Linked DNA regions of Rattus norvegicus: region 2 is linked to region 1. Evidence: chromatin contacts called from public Hi-C data. All regions are on one chromosome and are shown on one strand. Each heading gives the region's core, a stretch centred on a gene start, on an enhancer-like site or on the middle of the called end of the contact. The rest is flanking DNA. Distances are from core to core; before and after follow the strand shown. Region 1 overlaps Klhl31 (kelch-like family member 31). Region 2 overlaps Gclc (glutamate-cysteine ligase, catalytic subunit).

The links. A called contact is a pair of places that touch in the nucleus more often than the background predicts.
Region 2: a contact with region 1 is called in a Hi-C map of psoas muscle, with 3 times the contacts expected there. The contact joins two enhancer-like sites. A contact is called at or near these places in 8 of 12 Hi-C or Micro-C datasets (the A7r5 cell line, Schwann cells, frontal cortex and 5 more) and 1 of 1 datasets of contacts at active chromatin or transcription factors (oligodendrocytes).

Annotation. Positions count from the first base shown.
Region 1 is chr8:87,413,738-87,417,570 of GRCr8, forward strand. Klhl31 (kelch-like family member 31) reads left to right here. Exons shown (of 3, transcript NM_001108170.2): 3 at 590-3,833. The coding sequence ends at 1,322. Among named protein-coding and RNA genes, the nearest start is that of Klhl31, 20 kb to the left of the region's middle. Within about 2 kb of position 1,519, at least 16 of the 93 cell types and tissues checked have an H3K27ac peak or open chromatin away from gene starts, as enhancers often do.
Region 2 is chr8:87,534,748-87,538,262 of GRCr8, forward strand. Gclc (glutamate-cysteine ligase, catalytic subunit) reads left to right here. Exons shown (of 16, transcript NM_012815.2): 5 at 945-1,003; 6 at 1,099-1,232. Among named protein-coding and RNA genes, the nearest start is that of Gclc, 26 kb to the left of the region's middle. Within about 2 kb of position 1,459, at least 4 of the 93 cell types and tissues checked have an H3K27ac peak or open chromatin away from gene starts, as enhancers often do.

The DNA.
Region 1 (3,833 bases), core at 269-2,768:
AAAAATGGGTAGAATTGCCTTTAATGTACCGGTTCCCTCTTATGTCCAGTTTTAATCCTGTGACCCATTAAATCCGGGGACGGGTTGAGGAAGAATTGTTACAGGAAAGAGATTTTGGTGGGATCCTTTTGTGGTTTGGTTTGGTTTGGTTTGGTTTGGTTTGGTTTGGTTGTTTGGGGGTATGGCTAAAGGTAATATCTTCTGAATGGGGAGAGAAGGGAGTATCTTTTCTTTTCTTTTCTTTCTTTCTTTCTTTCTCTTTTTAATTTTTTCTTTTATTAGATATTTTCTTTATTTACATTTCAAATGCTATCTCCTTTCCCAGTTTACCCTCCGGAACCCCCCTATCCCATCCTTCCATCCCCCTGTTTCTATGAGGATGCTCCCCCACCCACCCATTCATCCACTCAGCATTTTTTTTCTGAATGAGCTGGGGAGGGGGGAACACGAGCTGTAGCGGGGTGGAGAAGTTAGAGGCGGAGCTGAACTGGGGCCCTTCCCTGCAGGGGGTGGGAACAAGGTCAGGATTCCCACTTCTGCCACTTGGGTCCCCCAGCTCCCGCAATCAAACTGTCCTCTCTCATCTCAGGTACGATCCCCGCTTCAACACGTGGATCCACCTGGGCAGCATGAACCAGAAGCGCACGCACTTCAGCCTGAGCGTGTTCAACGGGCTCCTGTACGCGGTGGGCGGCCGCAACGCCGAGGGCAGCCTGGCTTCCCTGGAGTGCTACGTGCCCTCCACCAACCAGTGGCAGCCCAAAGCTCCGCTCGAGGTGGCGCGGTGCTGCCACGCCAGCGCCGTGGCCGACGGCCGCGTGATCGTGACGGGCGGCTACATCGGCAGCGCGTACTCGCGCTCCGTGTGCGCCTACGACCCTGCGCTCGACGCGTGGCAGGAGCTGCCGGGGCTGAGCACGCCCCGAGGCTGGCACTGTTCGGTGGCGCTGGGCGACAGGGTGTACGTGATGGGGGGCAGCCAGCTGGGGCCGCGCGGGGAGCGTGTGGACGTGCTCACCGTGGAGAGCTTTAGTCCCGTAGCTCGCCAGTGGAGCTTCGTGGCGCCCCTGCCCGTGGGTGTGAGCACGGCGGGTGTCTCGGCGTTGCACGGCCGAGCCTACCTGGTGGGCGGCTGGAACGAGGGCGAGAAGAAGTACAAGAAATGCATCCAGTGCTTCAACCCGGAGCTCAACGAGTGGATGGAGGACGACGAGCTGCCCGAGGCCACCGTGGGCGTGTCCTGCTGCACGCTGGCCATGCCCAACAGCGTGTCCCGCGAGTCACGGGCCAGCTCGGTGTCCTCCGTGCCGGTCAGTATCTGAACGCATTGCTTCCCAATGTGGTCAAACTGTGAGTGGGCCACCAGGAAAATATACACCATTTACTACAGTGATGGTGGTTCAATTCGATCCAGAGGAGTGCCTGGACGGCTTTAAATTCTTAGTTTAGCACCATCTACCTCAGTCTTTCCTCCCCAATCTTCCACCAATAAAATAAAGGGCCATTAGTCAACGAAAGAAGCAATTTCACTCTGCAGCCACTGGGTGGCCAACGGAGTTTGTTACAGGCGCTCTTCCAAGGAGGCTCGCTTCCTAAATTCATAGCAGTCACACACGCGCTGAGATTTTCCAACGCTGTACTCGTGAAACTTACTTGACTATGTGATTTCCTATCCAAAGGAGTATTTTCCTCTCTCATTCTTTGGGGGACGTTGAAAATACCCAGTTCACATTTCCAAATTAAAATAGTCCACATCCATAATAGCCTTAATTCTATATTTCAACATTAAAGTTTCTTTCCCCTTACTTGACTGGAAAGAATTTTTAAAAATATCTCATGACATAACTACAAAGCTTTATGGAAAGCAATACATTCTACCTGGGAAACGTCACGGTGACAGTTTGGGATTAATGGCGTGTACCCGCCCCCCTCTCCCCATCCTGTCCTTGAAGCTTCTGACATTTTCTATCATAAAATTCTACTCTCAGAAAAGAAAACAGTTTTCTGTCATTTAATTTATAGTGAAAATTTAAATCATTTGGCATTTTTCTTAGAAATATTTCCACTTTTGTCTCTTATCCTTACAGAGACTATTTTTTCCTAGCGCCAGATGGCAAACCAAAGGCCTGGAGCACACTAGTACTCTACCAGGGAGCTACATATCCAGTCCTCATTTATTTTAATTTTTGAGACAGGGTTTCACTAGGTAGACCAGGCTAGCCTCAAACTCCCAGTGCCTCCTGAGTGTTGGGATTAAAAGTATGTGCCAGCACTCATAGCCCTCTTTTTTATTTTAAAGTAGGATTTTACTAGATTGCCCAGGTTGGCCTTGAATTTAAATTCCTCCTGCTTCAGCCTACCCAGTAGCTGGGATTACAGACATGTACCACCCGGTACAGCTTTATCCTACACAGATATAACCTCTGACATTAGCCTGAATAATCACCAAATAACATAAGTTGTTGAATATTATTGTCAGCTTAGCCTTTGGCTGGGAAGCCAATAGCAGTAATTTTACTGACCCCTCTTTTACATGGAGATGATGAAGGAAATATTTGGGGTTCTAGGACTTGGCAATCACCGGATGAATAGGTAGGTGGGTTCCTCACCGAGGAATGCTGATAGCTAACCTAAAAGAGTAAGCCAACAATAATGCTCTTTATGGTTTACCTTACTCCAAACTGCTTTGTGAATTAAAGTGTATTTTTTTTTTGAGACAGGTCTCACTATGTAGCTCTGGCTGGCCTAGAACTCATTGGTAGACCAAGCTGGCCTCAGACTCAGTGAGATCTGTCTGTCTGCCTCCTGAGTGCTGGGATAAGGCATATGCCACTATGCCTAGCAAAGTGTATTTTCCTGTTATCATTTCCTTGAGTCATCTGCCAAGTTTGGAAGAAAGGGGAAGAATTGTAGTAAATGATGCATATTTTCCTTTAATATATCAGTTTATTCTTCATGGCATATTTGTTTTGGGAAGGAAGTGCCTATCAGCGATGCCTTCTGTACGATTAGAGAATTTAGAGGGCTGGATAGGCATCTGGACCTCTATCTCGGTTGTCACCAACCCCAGCCTTCCGTACTACATGTGTGTTGTAGTTGTAATGGTCACGTCTAAGGCCCGGTCCCCTTGTCTGTGGGTTAACACATCTGTAGGGGCAGCTAGACCCAGGATGAAAATATCTGAAAAAAAATTGCATGTTCCAAACATGTACCAAATATTTTCTCCCCCCACCCAGCAATACAATGCAACAGTTTGCATTGCATTATATTTGATATGATGATACCTTAAAATGATATAACTTAGAGAAGATGTGAGCAGGTTGTACGTAAATAGCTTATGCCATTTTGTAGATGGGACATGAGTGTCACAGGCACTGGTCTCTAGCAAGGGATGGGGCATGTCCCGGTACTCGTCTCCCAAGGATACTGAGGGATAGCTACATTCTATTCCAACTGTGGAAAGGGGTTCCAATAAAACACTTTTGAAATAACCTTCCTCATCACCCCTTACAAAAAAGTTCTGTTTGGGGTATTCAGTGCTGGCGCTCAGTAACAGACTGTAAACATGTAAATAAGGAAGACATCATTAGCACAGAAATACGGGGAGAAAGAGGCGTTTCACCAATCACAGGGAACATCGAAAGGTGGCTGCCTCTTTGACTCCATGACTGTGCAGGTTGGAAAACAAAACTCTGTGAGGAAATGTTTTTGGGAGCAAGTTAATCCCTGGCCGAGCTCCTAAATTATCAGCGATGCAATGGTGTCGGGGAGGTAAACTCCATTTTCAACGCATCGTTTGGCCACAACTTGCTGAGGGCAGCCACTGCATCTTC
Region 2 (3,515 bases), core at 209-2,708, 120 kb after region 1:
TGTAAGGATAGACAAAGACCGACTGACTGCCTTGTTCTTTGGCTTATTTGAGGCGGGGACTGTCATTTGTTCCTTCCTTCATTCATTTGCCTGTTTGCTTACTTATGGCAGGGTCTGTCTCTGAAGCCTTGGCCATCCTGGAACTCACTATATAGACTATATCAAACTCATAAACATCCTCCTGCCTGACTCTCTAGTACTGGGCTTAACGAGCATTATTATGTGTTTAAAAAGAAAATTCTGAGCTGCTGATGGATCATGACAATTATAAAAGCTACCCAGGAACCCCTCATGGAAAAGGCTAGCACAGGAAGTCCTCCTGTCCTGACTAAGGGTTCAAAGCAGGCATCAGGACAGATGTCAGTCACAGCACTGCCAGACAATTCACAGTCATACTAACATATGAAATAAGTGAATCTTGGTTTCATAATTTATCGAAGCTTATCTAAAGTGTTGCTGTAACTTATAATCAGTTTCAAAAATCTGAGAGGATTTTTCCCCTTTCTTTGTGCTGTTAAATTGTGTTAAATGAGGACCAGTCATGCAAGCGTTCGGTGGCCATAAGGTATGCATTAGGTAGAGCTTTGGAATTGGGGAGCTGAAGCAGGGGAAGAGTTGAGGCTCCCGTAGAAACCGAAACCCAAGTTCTTAAGTTTGACTAAAATCATTGGAGTTTTCATGAGAAATGTTAGAATTAGTCAGACTATGGCTGCCCAAGAACACCTGGGTTAACAGTAGGTAAGCAGGATGGGCCCCCACACAGAGCAAAGGAAATGCCGCTTACAGTCCTCTTTCAGGAGAGCCTTGGGGTGGCATGTCACATGTGCCGCGAGGCTGTCCTGGAGTTCTAGTTTGAGGCAGGATTCTGATCCATTCCTTTGGATGTGCTCACATTCTAATGTGGCAGTTCTTGGATGACCTTTTCTTTTGTTTGGTTATTTTAGTACTCTAACAAGAAACATCCGGCATCGGAGAGGAGAAAAGGTTGTCATCAATGTGCCAAGTACGTCTGTTGGGGGTGGGAGAGCTGGGGGACAGCATGTCCAACTGTCATCCTTGATTCTCACTCAACTCTTCTTCTTTGAATTAATAATACAGTATTCAAGGACAAGAACACACCATCTCCGTTTGTAGAAACATTTCCTGAGGATGAGGAGGCATCAAAGGCCTCTAAGCCAGACCACATCTACATGGATGCCATGGGATTTGGGATGGGCAACTGCTGTCTTCAGGTATTGCCTCCATTGCACAGTGAGGCTGTGTCCTCTTCCTTACGCGCATCCTGTTTAAAGTCACCTTCTAACCTGACTCAGAGGATAGCATGCCTCTGGAAAGTGATGTTGCTTTAGTGAAGTCTTTTGTAGCTGTCTTTTTACTAAGAGTTCACAGTTCACCACAAACGTGTGTGGTTGTTACTAAACATAGTATCTGCTGAGAAAGTATTCCTGAGCACCCTTTCTAGATGCCTGATTTTTACTGCCATCTAGTGACAGCCTTTGAAGATGTTAGACAAGGATCAGATCTCTATTTCTGAAAATGACCTCTAGTGGGAGAATCCAATGACTTTATGATCTGAGGGGAAAGGTGGTTTGGCATTTAAATTTTTATTCTTGTGCAAAGCTACTTCAGGGTTTAAAAGGAATAAATATTTAACAGCCTTTGCCTTGCTTGCCCCTGGCTAAGTTACACAGGAGGTACAATAGTTTTTCTCTGTTCATGTAACTAAAACTTTGGTTGGGCCTAATCAAATAACTGACGGCCTCTGGCAGTGATGGTGCCAGGCTGCCTGAGGAGTGGAAGGAGTGCAGAGCTCCCACCGCACAGCCCGTGGTTGACTCTGCCCCTGCTGCCTCCTGCTTTGCTGGCTCAGTTTGTTACACTGACAGTAGCCTCAGCACAAAGGGCACAGAACTCAGCATTCTTTCTCAGGGCTGCAGCTGTACACACAGTTGTCACATAAGCCTCCTGACTGTTATTTTTAAAACTACAGATAATTCAGATTTAATACCCAAGTCAGACTTTCCCATGGCGTATGTTTCCTTAGCTTATTTAAGTAGGATCGGATGTGTGGCCTCCAAAGAGAAGCCAGAATGTTCCCTTAGGACGGTCACGCATCATTTAAAACGAGGCTGACTTTTGACTGTGTTACCTGCTTTCTTATCTTAAATACATACATTTCTGGAATGAACCATTAAGCTGTAGCATTTAAAATACATGGCTTCAGTATTCTGGGAGTATTCTGGGAACCCAGTCCTTCCTTGGCTTAATATTGAACCAGGGACTATCAGGTTTGCACAGAGCGACAGTCTGTCTTCAGATACTTGGTTTATGCAAATAAGTGAGTCCTATTGGTGGGGACAAACATTAAGGTGTGAGTTTTCTACTCCCCCAACATATCCAGTTGCAGTATTCCTCTTCAGAAGGTTGAAGTGACAGATAATTAAGACGTATGCTAAATGAGATGAACTCACAAGTAGCTACAAAAGTCCCTGCCTTATATCTTCTGACGGGACCTGAAGGAACTTTTATTATAGAAAAGCACAAAAAAACTTTTTAGGTAATGGCAGACTTAACTAGACAAAAGGAAACTCCTCCAAGTTTGTTAGTTTGCTGAGTGCTGTAGTGCTCGCCTGCGACCCAAGTGCTACACATGGAGCCTGGGCTGCATAGCCAGACCATCTCAAAGAAGGATAAATCCTCACTCTTCAGGGTTTTTGAGAGGCATTTAATAAATAGAAAAGTCATAGCCTGCTATGGGTTTTTTTTTCTTCTTCTTTCTACTTAAGAAAATTATGTGGTTTCAAAACCGGATTCTAGGTAAATTTCAGATTTGGTTGCTAATGTCCATGTTTTCATAGTTCCTTCTTTGCCTCTGTCAATGTCATAATGACACTTCCTCCTCTGTGATCTCTTCAGAGGGCAACAAAAGCTAGAGCTTCCATGGTTATGCCTTTCTGAAGGGGTCAGAGATCCTGGGTTTTGCTTTCCCCCCCAAAGTGTTCTTTTTGACTCGATGCACACAGTGTTTCAGCTGTAGAGCCAGAGGGTAGTTATGAAATTTACTTACGATAGCTATTGTTAAACAGAACTTTGAAATCCCAGTCTCTCCTTTTAGATTTTTCTAAAGATGGGTTTTCCGGAATGTACCTACGAATCCTCTGCTCTGTCCCAAGCTACCTAAAGAAACGCTACCTAATGAAGACAAGAAAAGTCTTCATTACAGTATGTGTGTAAAACTAAAGATAATAGTGCACAGTAACAGACCCAAGAGCCACGGGAAAGAAGCAGATCTCCTAAGAAACATGTCCAACAGACTCTGTCCATCACAACACCCGGAAACACTTGACTCTTTTACATCTCAAAGGTTTTCAAAGTCCCTCAACGTAGCTCTCTCCTTGTTCCCCTCTTTGTCATCCTCTTTCCTTCATGACCTTCCGTCAGTTTAGTAAGTGGGTGACAAGCACTTCCACACATTCTTGGGACAGAAAATCCTGGACAGAGTCCTGGTGATAGGT